2 separate regions of the Anser cygnoides genome follow, and region 1 is linked to region 2. The links are chromatin contacts, called in public Hi-C maps. All regions are on one chromosome and are shown on one strand. The core of a region is the stretch at or near the end of the contact, and the rest is flanking DNA. Distances in the headings are between cores, read along the strand shown.

Region 1 (5,681 bases), core at 2,372-4,871, 46 kb before region 2:
TCTTGACTCAGCTGCTGCAGAGGTGGCTATTTTTGCTGATCTGACATCAGGTTCACAGCAGCCTGCCCAACGATCTGTTGTGCAATCCCCCTTTGTGAGTAAGAAGCAGACTTTCCATTCCTGATTTAGCTAACTTTTTAAACTATCCAGGGCTAAAATATATGATGGGTGAGACAATGAAGCTCATATTTGGTTCTGATCCCTGCGAGGCCCGGGAGAACACCTCCTGTTTCAGAACGTTTCCTATTGACATAGGAGATAAAAAAAAGGCATGGTCCTGGAGGACAGCACGCTTCAAGAAATAAGTGTAACCTCATGTTACTGTAATTTATTACATCTCGGAAGGCTTTGAAACTCAAGCATTAAGCATGAGGCTTAAATTTCCAATTCTTTTCAAGCTTCTGCCATAGAAATGTTTACTATACAGTCATTTTATTGTGGAATAATTTTTCTTTTATTCCTACACTTCTCTGTTTTGATCCCATGCAACAAAGCAGCCAGTTTTTTACATGAGCAATTCTGCCTTTCCCTCATGCCTTCTTTCTGAAGGTGTCAAAGCACATTATACATCAAAAGTGCTCTCACCTCTGAAATGGCCAAGGTGAGAATGAAACCTCTTCCTTTCCATGGTGAGCGAGGGCAGGGGAAGGCACCGTGCTGCCCGGAGTCACAGCAAGCCAGGATTTGAATTAGAAACCAGATCCACATGAATGTCGTCCACATGTCCCCTTGTCGCCACTAAGCACAGGCCAGGCCTGTGCATACAAAGCTCCTGTATTTAAATACTTCATTCCAGCTCGGTAATGTTTGGTGCTTGAAGTTACCGAGAACGATTTGACCCAGAAAGACGCTGAAATGTCCTGCTTAGCAGAGACACGGGCTCCTGAGGGAGGCCAGAGCTGGCTCTGTAAATCTTGGAGATGCGCCCAAAACCTGCCGCAGTCAGAAAGCAGGGCAGGCAGGGAGGGCGCCAGCCTCTGCAGGAAGCGAAGACGTCAAATAGTCCAGGGACGAGGGTTGTTTGGCTTATTTGTGGATGCCGGTAGGGACACGGGACCGAGCAAACAGCTGTTGCACGTCGGTTATGTGTTTTCTCCTTGCAGAAGTTTGTTTCCCCAGCAATGTCCAGAGCAGTGCTGGGATGTAAGCACCCATCTCCCGTAATGGAAATTAGTTTCTCGGTACATGCCAACAGCAGTAAAACGTCTACATTAAAAGTGAGTGAAAAGCATTTTTCCCTAAATCCTCCACATTGTCTCAAAAATCTCTAGCATTCCCTTAGACTTAAGTGGTATTTGTTTACCTGCTTTGGTTCCAGCTCTGGAAACACCCTGGGCGACATGCTTGGCTTTAAGTACGTGAATGCCCTAGTAGCAACAGTATCATTAGTCTCATGTTTAAAGGTAGGGAAGCAATTTTAGGATTAGGAAATAGCTGAGTTCCTATTTCAAACAAAAGCCCTTTAAAAATGTGTTTTGGTTTTTTTTTTCCCTGCTCTTTCCAGTCTCCCGAGGAAGATAAAAATATCATCTTTCCCTCCATGGGTTAAAAACATTCAGTGGATTTGGGGAATTCCTTCCTAACACTGGTCTGGATAAAAATAATTGTGTGATAAAAATAATAACTTAATGCTATAACCCTGACATGCTCCATGTGGCATCTATGGGATCCTCAAAGATTTTCCGTGGAAATCATTTTCTAAAAGAAACTAAAGTCTTCAGTGGCTCGTCACTAGAAAAGTGTTTTCTGCGTGATGCTTCTGTTTTTCCTTTACAAGATGTTGGATGCCTAAAAATGGAAGTTCTGTGACTGAAGCAGCAGGACGTGTGGGTGCTGCGTGTCCAGCGCCTCCCATGCTGCGGCCCGAGCTGCCCCGAAGGCGGTCGGCAGCGGCACACACCGCCCCGAAACGTGCTGCCGTGTGAGCGTGCGGCTTTTCCACAGGGAGCAAAGCACCCATTGGGATGCTCCATTGCAAAGAGGGGCTGGCACTGCTCGGTGAACGCCGGCCAAGCATCTCGTGGAGGCCTGCTGGCCGAGCAAGGGAGGGTGGCAGGTCCCGTGAGGTGCCACACACCAAATGCCTGTGTGGGCGCAACGCGACGTCCGCACGGCGCTGGCCTGTGGCTGCGCGGGGCGGCTCGCCACGCAGCTCCGCCGTGCTGGCCTCGGGAGTGGCAAGGCAAAAAACAGCTGGGGAGTAACCAGTTCAGCCTTTCGGCTTTCATCTACCTGCGTTTGCGAGTCAACACCCTTATTTTTCTGTGAAACAGGATGTACGAGACCTCCCACTGGAATGGTAATTAAGAGGGAGACTTTCATATAAATCCAGGTGCCAGGAGTTGCGCAGGAACTGATTTGTGTGCTGAGATGAGCAGAGATGACCGAATGATTTCTAGCTCTGTGCCAAGAGCCTGGCTCCCCGTGGCTCCCCTTATTGCCTCCCTTTCTGAACTGAGCAGTGAGCCCCCAAACGCTAAGCTGTACCGAAACGGCACGTGCTGCTCTGGAACATTTCCACAGCCATGCTTCCTAACCGCGGGAGACACCCTTCCTCCCCTCCCCGCTTGCTGCCCTGGTCAGGAGGATCTGCCACAAATCCCCTCCACCCAAATAGCTCCAATTCCTGAGCCACCCGCATTTGCATTTGGCCTGGGCGGAGAAGCGGACCTGCAGCTTGGGCGATGGAAACCCTCGGTGCCGCCAGCTACCTGCTGGCACGCGGGGCTGGCCGAGCTGCTGGGAGCAGAGCCTGTGCCCTTTTCCGGGCGGTTTAACGCACCACGTGCAACCCCAAAGAGCTCTCAGGAAAGGCTTGGCAAAAAATCGTGGTTTTGAGGTTCTCCATCTCGCAATCGCAGGGCCCATCCCAGAGCCAGCAGCCCCGAAGGCCACCGGCAGCGGTCACCGAAGGCTTTGGGAGCCCCCGGCCGTGGGTGCTGTCCCAGGGACACTGCCAGCAGCTTTTGTTTCCTGCCACAATTTTCGGCTCACCCGCTTCATTTGGAAAAGCCTTGGCAAGCGGGTGCGGGCAAAAATACCCCTCAGGGTTAGGTTTAAGGAGCCGGACGGCAGAGCCGGGAGCTGAGGGGAGTCCCAGAGGATTCTGTGACAGAGGAGTCGGGGACCCACGAAGGCTGGAAAAGCCCTCCGAGATGTTTTAAACTAGAAGAGGTTTGGGTTAGGCTTTAGGTGTAAATTGTTCACTGCGAGGGCGGTGAGGCGCTGGGGGGGCTGTGCAGAGGAGCCCGGCGGTGCCGACCCCGGCTGTGTGGGACCCGGCCCTCCTGAGGGGGAGGCGCGCGCCCGCCCCGCGCTGCGGCACCGCGCCCCCCCCCCCCCTCCGCTGCAGCGTCGGGAGCGCGCCGCGCCCCCCGCCGGGCGTGCTGCAGCGCGGGGCGGGGCGCCGCCGTGACAGACGCGTCGTGTGCCCAGTGAGAAGCGCGCCGCGAGCCGAGCGGCCAATCAGCACCGGGGAGGCGGTGCGAAGCGGGGAGGCGGGGCTTGGAGGGTAAGCGTGTGGAGGTTGCTATGGCCGTAACCGCGGAGCGGCCGCGCGGCGGACCAATGGGCGGCGGCGCTGCGCCGGACGGACGCGCGCGGCGCCCAATGGGAGCGCGGCGGCGGCGGGGGGCGGCGGCGGCGGCGGCGGGCGGGGGGCGGCGGGCTCGGTGTGGCGCTAAAGGCGCGCGGCGGGCGGGGGCGGGGCGGCGCGGGGCTGAGCGGCGGCGGCGGCGGGTGGCGCTGCTCAGGTGAGGGCGAGGCGGGGGCCGAGGGGGTCGGCGGCGGCCCCCGGGCTCCGGAGGGGGGCCCCGAGCTCCCGAGGCGGCCCCGGGGGTTCGGGGCTGAGGCGGCGGCGGCGGGGCCGCCACACAAAGCCCCCGTTGTGCGGGCCGCGCCCCGCTGAGGGCAGGGGAAGGGGCGGGCGGCGGTGGCCATTTTCTGCCGCCCGCAGCCCCCGGCCGCGCTCCCCCCGATCGTGGCCGACGGGGCCGGGCCCTGCGCGGGGGGCGCTGCCCGGGGTGGGGGGGGAGTGGGCGGCCGGGCCCCGCCGCTTTGTTCCGCCGAGCCCGGCGGGTTCCCGAATATTTTTTTTTTCCGTTTTTTTTTTTTTTTCTCCTCTCTTTTTCCCCTTCTCCGGGGAGCGCCGGGTGCCTGCGCGATAAATGTGCGCGGCTGCGTGCTGCGGCTGGGCGCTATTGTGAGGGGAAGAGCCCCGCGAAGGGCAGGGCAGGGCGGGCGGCGGCCGGGGGGGGCTGCAATTAAACACGGGGGGTGGGGAGAAATGATGGGGGGGGGCTGCAATTAAACACTGGGGGGAGTGATGGGGGAGGTCTGCAATTAAAACCCGGGGGGAAAAATGATGTGGGGGGCTCTGTGCGATTAAAAAACGAGGAGGGAAAATGCTGGGGGGGGGGGGGGCTCTGCAATTAAAAACCCAAAGGGGTAATTGCTGTGGGGGGGGTTCCGTGCGATTAAAACCCTGGGGGAGATGCGCACAGAGGCAGCCCCGATCCCCTGGACGTACCGCAGAAATGCTGCGGGGCCAGGCCGTGCCTCGCTTCAGCCCCCTGCCCGCAGCACCAGCGTCGCCGCTCCGGTTGTCACCCGCGGTGTCCCACCTCCAGGTCCCGCCGCAGCGCCCTGCAGAAGGACCAGAAGGACGGGGGCCGGGCGGTGAGACCCCCGGCTGGGGCTGGGAACAAAGCCATCCCCAGAGAGCTGTCCCCGCGAAGGGGAGCAGCCCTGGGCAAGTGCTGCTTGGTCTCCGCTGGACCATCAGTGGTAATCCAGCACAGGGGAGGCGAGCGGCTTTGTGAGCTGGGGTAGGAGGCTCAGGTATTACAGTGGTGGGCTTCTCGAGCTAAACGTAGCGTTCCTTGAGTAATTTCTAGTTGTTCCTGGCCAAGAAGCCCCTTTATTGCTTATGGGGTCCCTTTAGCGTTTTCATTTTTCTCCACCGGACTTTTCTCTCAGAGGCTCCTCTGAAATACTTTAAATGTTGAGTCATCACCTCTTGATTTGAATTAAGCAGTCTGTAGTAAACGGTCTGCTCCTCAGACCTCTGGAGGATTCAATGACTTCATGCTTACTTTACATTAAAGTTGGACAACGTAACAATCCTCCTTGCCATAGATGGAGACGCAACTATTGTATTTAATTACACGTTCTTCTGAGGGCGGGCGTGTTGCAAAACATCCAACAGCGCGCATACCGTAGCATGAAAGATGACCAACACAGTTTGCGAAATCTTCCTTGCTTTTGAAGCTAACCTCTAGGTTACCTGCTGGAAGAGGTTACCATTTGCTAATGGGACATTCTCCAGCAGAAAAGATCTAGTGTGTGAATAAGCAAGATCTTTAATGACCTGGGCAGAAGGTGTCTGGCTCGACCTTGTTGCTCTCGGGGCGGTTACAGATAAAAACTGCCGAGTCTGGGAGTCCTGGATGTGACGGTGTTATTAAGGAAGGATGCGGTGGCCTCTTCCTGATAGGTGCAGATTGGTAAAATGAGTGTGCGGGAGCCCTTGTCAGCAGCTTTTCATTCACCTTCAAATTACCTGTGAAGCTGCTGGAAAATCTAACTTTGGTAGTCTTTGTGCCTCGAGGTAAACCTGGGAGCTAGAGATGTTTTTTGGAACATGGCAATGCCAGTGTTCACAACTGCCAGCAGAAGCAGGC
Region 2 (5,995 bases), core at 475-2,974:
CTTCTGTCCTATGTGAGTGCCAGAGCTACATCTCAGGTCCTGCATAGCCCCTGCTCTGCCGGGGAAATCAGTGACTCCCTGGGCTGGTGCTAGATGGGCGCCAGCCCTCACAGTGGGACGTCAGCAACTTTAAACTACTGCGAGTGTCCAGACAACAGAAGTCGCCACTGCAGGAAGAGGCGGTGGTGTAGCCTAGTGCTGCGCCTGTACAAGATGTGTAGCTGGCAGTAAGAGGAGCGACCGTTTCAGTGCTGTTTTCCTTTAGAACAGTGCTTCTGTTAGGATAGGTCTTCCACAGGCAGGCGTTTGACCTGCTGATACAACAGAAGTTGCCCCTATAGGTGAGCCGCGTGGGAAGAGCACACCGCTCTCCTGGAAGTCAGACCTCGCCTCCCATGCCTGGACGTTGCCTCTTTGCTTTGTGACCTGCGAGTCATCTCCCACTGTGCTGGTTTTGCATGTTTTCAGATGGTAATCTGCTCAGCAGAGGAAATGCCTCTTACTTCTATGCGAGATTTAGGTTAGAGTAGCTTGGGGAAAAAAAAGGTGCAGCTGGTTGAGAAGTCAGTTGGTAATTCTTGCTAACCAAATTGTAGCTGAGATGAATTTGCCTGAAGAATACTTTCCTTTATTGAAAATGACACTGTAGGTTCACATCCAGTGAATTTAAAATCATGTAGAAACTTTAAAGTGTTCTTGCTAGCTAAGGTTTTCCTACTTTACATGTGCTTGAAGCTTATTCAAAGCAGAAGCTTTGCTGGTGTGGGGACTAGTGCTTTAACTCCAGATAATGCAAAAATTTACCTGTGACCCTCAGACTTCGTTTGACCCATCTCTAACGTAGTTTGTACGAAGGGAGAGAGCTTTGTTAGTTAATGGAATAACCTCACACATCCAACTTGAGCCTAGTGCTAAAGATGGCTTGCTTGGCTGATTCCACCTGGTGTGCCTGGCATATTCCATAGATGGAGTTGAGATTTGATTTCAGTCTCCATTTTTTTTCTGCTAGTAATGGAATTGAAACCAAAAGAAGGGGTGAAATTATGACCTTACTGCAATCATCAGCAAAGTTGCCATTGACTGAAGTAAGGCTAGGATCTCAGCCAAGGGTTTTCAGTGTTTAATTTATGGTAACATATTAATTGAGTTGTATTAAAACAAGGTTTTGAAAAAGTTAATCTTTAGCTTCGTGATATCATTTCCATTCCATAAATATTGTACATTGTGTTACTAGAAGTTTACCTTTTTTGGGCAGGTTGGTAGAGGTAGAAGATCTTAATTTATTTTTTATAACTCGTGTTTGCCCTCCTGGGAAAGAATTAGAGCATGCAGATGTCCTTATTTCTATAAATGAAGAGGACTTTATCCTAAATCTTCTAATTCTTTTAGAGTATATGGCAGCAAAGCTATCTAGCTCTGTATCCTGCAGGAAATATTTGGCATACTTGTAAGCTCCAGGGAGAGGAGAACTAGGATGATAGCATCCATTAGTATTGCTTTTGAATGAGAACTTGCATAAAGACCTCTAAAAATCTCTACTAGATTTAAGGACTTTTAGCAAAAGGAATGTATTGCAAGCTTTTGACCTTCCCGTGCCACACGAAGCTGTGCTGGTGTGTATGCCAGAAAAGCCTCTTGATTAGTGAACTCCTCTAAAGCTGGGTGCTGCCCTTTAGGAGGCTAACATCTGGAGTGTATTTACTGTGCATTTTCTTTTCACTGGATGTGTCAGGGTAGGTTTTCATCTTTAAAATTTAATAAACTGTTTCTGTAACTTAACAGAAAAGATTATTTATCTAGTTTTAAAGTCACAGCTAGCAATGTGTTCCCAAGCTCTGATGACAATAAGAACAAATTGTATTGGTTTAAAATGTAAATGTATGTTTTGTTGTACTTATTTCCTTACTTCTGTTACTTGCTGGAGTAGTTTTAGCATTAAAAGTATTTTAATATACACTTAAAAACAGGCAATACTGCTTTTATTATCACTTGTAGTCATAAATTATGTTAATATGAGCATTACACTAAAGGGGAAACTAGAAGTAAAGACAAATTGGGAAGCAAGAATGGGCATTGGAGGTATATTTTCTGCTTATTGATCTTCACATTTGTCTGTTACAATTTTCTATGTAACAGACATAGGGGCCTGGTAGAAATGGGATTTTTCACTGAATTAAAAAAAAAAGTGTTTCCCCTTGTAGCGGTCCCAAAGTACACCCAGTTTGTGTAGCATATTGATGGTATCTTGGCAAAAAGGAAGCCCAGTTATTCATTAGCTAATTCTTGGAGTAGTTGTCTTTGTAACCAGCTCTTCAGGTTATACATTCCACGTTTATTTTCCATGCATCGAGCAAAGCTGGTGTAGCCAACACGTTTTGAGGGGCCTGCCTTCTGCTCCTGCAAGCTTTTCAATAGTCAAGTATTTGTGACTTCTGCATTTTTCTTCTTGTGTTCTGTTCCGATTATATCCGTTTTCTTGTGAGGAAAACCAGAACAAAAATGGTTTGACAGGACGAGGTGGGTGCTTCCGAGATGCCACCAGTAAAATCCGGTGCCCTGGGTAACCTCTGGTATGGCAGACCGCGGTGCGGTAACTGAGGCTGGGATCACATCCCATAACCTGTCTGCACAACCGTTCCGTTCAGTGCTCTCAGTTAGGTGTCTTCCACAAAACCTGCTCACTGTTCTGCCAGGTCAAACACATCAAACACCACCAGAAATTCATGCCTAAAGTAGGGGCTGCTAGGAACTAAGCACCTAAATAAGTGCAGGCGAGCTGCAAAACTGGCACACGGCGTGGTGGGGGAAGGCATTAGGAAGACTGCAAAAGAATGTGCTTAAATTCCCCCCAGCAAATTCACACTTCTGTTTCAGAATCGTAGCTGAGAGCTTTGGAAGCACATGCAGTGTATCCTTGCCACTTTTCTGGAGTAGTTGGTTTCTGAACGCTAACTTGAACAACCGTTGAACGACACAAGAACTTCCACTCTTCCAACGTAGCCCCACATAATGAAATGCTTTTTAGTTTCGTGTACTTAGCGCTGCCAGTGGTGGTGTCCATCTCGTGCGGAATGGGCTTCTTCAGCACGGCTGAAATGCTGTTGAATCATGGCGAAGTCGGGCCTGGCAGTCCCCTTGCGTGGATTTATTTAATGGACTGTATTTAACCAGGTCTAGGTTAAAAAGGCTTGTGCCGTCATTTGTGGTCACTGTGACAGATGTGGCCAGACCTCTGCCTGTACCATCGAGGCAGCTCCTTGCTCTGAGTTTGGGATGCCCCTTACGCAAATCTGGCACTAAATTCTGTCCAACAATCTGCTTTCAATCTGCCTCTGTCTTAATGTTCCACATCTGCTGTCCCTATCGATCTGTGTGCTGTGCCACTGCCCTAACTCACTTGGTGCTGAAGCTGCAGCCCCGTGGCTGTAAATGTATTTGGGGCTCGCTAAGAGCGAGGTGAGCAGTGCAGAGAGGCTGGATGTTTAAAATGTTTTACTGGGCTTTGGAACTGGCTTCTAGAGATGCTAAGCGTTTCCATCAGCCCAGTAATCCTCATAACCGGGTCCTGGAATATAAGATACACTAACTGTTTAATAATTGAAATATATATGTATCCGCACTGTGAAAAAAAATCTGTCTCAGTCTTTGTGATCAAGGCAAAGAACAAGTCTGTTTCTCATTACTTACGGTAATGTATGAATCCAGGCATACAGTCAGAAGCTTTTAATCAAACTAATGTTATATATTGTATCAACATCCTAATGCTGAGGAGATCTTTAGGATGTAGAAGGTATTTTAAACAAATACTTTGCAGTTCCCTGCCACACCACTGCTTTTGGATTTAGATGGTTACTGGGGTTCTGTTGCGTAGTCTAAGCCATAAATGGAATGAAGTGAGGTTGTTTTAAACAAAGAATTGATATACTGTTGAAAATTAACTTTGAGGAAAATGTTTAAAATGTTTTGCAGAGGTGAATCTGGTGCCGGGAAGACTGAAAACACTAAGAAGGTTATTCAATACCTTGCTCATGTTGCTTCCTCCCATAAAGGAAGAAAGGACCATAATATTCCTGTAAGTTGGGAAATCTTTTGTTTTTTTCTATTCTTTTGGTAAACTGCTGTCTTCTCTTGGAGAAAAACAAAACAAAACAAAAAACCTTTTGAATCAGAGATAAGCTGTAATATAATCCCTGTAACTTTGATCAACTATTATTTTCTCTTTATTAGTGGCTAAAATGAGTGGTTATGTCAAAAATTCTAGTTAATGTTAACTGTTTAACTGCTTTTTTGAGATTATGGGCTTTATGCAAGAATTGTAACTAGAAACAGTATCAAAACTTTGCTACGTCTACTTCGTTTTCAAAAAAAACTTCATCAACTCTGGTGATTACTAGTGGATTTATTTCCCATTACATGCAGCTTTTAGTACTAGCACATGTGAACAGAATTTCTTTCAAAACTTAACTGGGGGAAAACCATCAAGTTTAAAAATTGCCATAGACCTTCCGTATCTAGAAATCAGCAGCTAATAAAAAGCTTGGCTTTATTGCATTACCAACAGGAGGGTATATGTTTTTAAGTTGGAGAATCTTGATTTTTTTTTTTGTAGCAAATCGCTAACTCTGATCTATGCAGAGCTTTATTCAAATTTGCTGCTAATCTCTCCCAGAATTTGCACTGAATTTTTAGCAATTCGCAAAACATGAATGGGTTTAAATATCTGTTACTATGAGGACTTGGAACACTTAGCAGCGGAGTATTTATTTATCTTTACTACAAGGAAGAAGCTAGCTCCAGTCAATGCTGCTGTATGCCTGCTTTTCTCCAGGAGTACCGCAGGCATCTGTGGTGGTTGGAAGCTTTCAGGCTGCATCTTCTGACCTAGCAGAGATGTCTGTAACTTTTCTTGTGTATGGCACGTAGCATTAAGGTGCTCAGTGGAATCATAGACTTGTTGAGTGTCAGGACTCAAACTCCTGGAGAAACCGGAGATGACTTTTGACCAATTTGTGAAGAAAAGAAAACCGAGAATTTGAAGGGGGAGAGGAAGAAAATTGCTCTGCAGGCAGACTTGGAGGAATCTAGCTGAACGTATGGAGGGAACATGAGTCTTCACTCTAACTGAAAGCAAATAACATGACCCTATGTATTACTTGTCGAAAGTGTTGCTTGTTTGTTACACAGCGGAGAGGAAAATTAGTCTTTCTCAATGTATATCATGCAGTCTGAATGGGCTGCAGGTTGTGCCTACATCAGTCGCAGGCCTTAAAAAGAAGTTTCTTGCAATGGAGTGTCAGCAGCATTGGGCATGTGTGCATGGCATTGCATGGTATGTTGGGAGGGGACGGGGCTCCGCAGAAAGCTGTTCAGAACGTTATCCATCAGACTTGATTTTCTGCGTAGGTTCTGGTTCGTGGATATTACTGGTTTTCCGCTGCATAACTTGCAACAAAACCAGCAGCACCTTCTTCAATTTCTACATGAGTAAGATTGCCCACAGCTTTCTGGGGGAAAGTGAATTACGCAGTGTGGGTTTGTAGCAACTACTCTTAAAGCAACTACTCTTAAATAGTCTACTGATAGAATATCTTAGGATATTAGATATCCTAGATACCTAATTAGATATCTCAGGATGCCTCCATTTGAAAGAGTTCCAGAAGTCTCTCATCCAGGTGCTTTTCAGAATGGGTCTCCCTTCAAAGCTAGATTACGTTGCTCAAGACCTGGGCTGAGCAGAAGATTTTGAAAAACTCAAGGGATGAAGTTTATACGACCCGTCCAGGAGCCTAACCACTTGAAGCCCTCTTTCTGAATGCCTAAAAAGCACTGGATATTTCTTTGGCCTTTTTTGTGCTGCATTTCCGCAAGCACTTGGTGCCAGTACGCTAGCTAAGAGAAGCACCTCTTCCTGAGCGTTGTCAGCACGATTCCTGTGGCTGCTCGCTGGGCCTGGGAGCTGATGCAGGCTCGGGCTGCTGTTCTCAAAGTCAGCCTG

What was found. Hi-C and Micro-C count contacts between places; a contact is called where the count stands out from the background.
Region 1: a contact with region 2 is called in a Hi-C map of liver, with 2.1 times the contacts expected there. The contact joins the promoter of MYH10 here to the enhancer-like site in region 2. A contact is called at or near these places in 2 of 7 Hi-C or Micro-C datasets (both in liver).

Annotation. Positions count from the first base shown.
Region 1 is chr19:1,966,967-1,972,647 of Taihu_goose_T2T_genome, reverse strand. MYH10 (myosin heavy chain 10) reads left to right here and starts at 3,621. Exons shown (of 41, transcript XM_066980321.1): 1 at 3,621-3,752.
Region 2 is chr19:1,918,595-1,924,589 of Taihu_goose_T2T_genome, reverse strand. It overlaps MYH10 (myosin heavy chain 10), which reads left to right. Exons shown (of 41, transcript XM_066980321.1): 5 at 3,970-4,072. Among named protein-coding and RNA genes, the nearest start is that of MYH10, 47 kb to the left of the region's middle. Within about 2 kb of position 1,724, at least 1 of the 3 cell types and tissues checked has open chromatin away from gene starts, as enhancers often do. A contact at or near this core is called in liver, where this site is marked.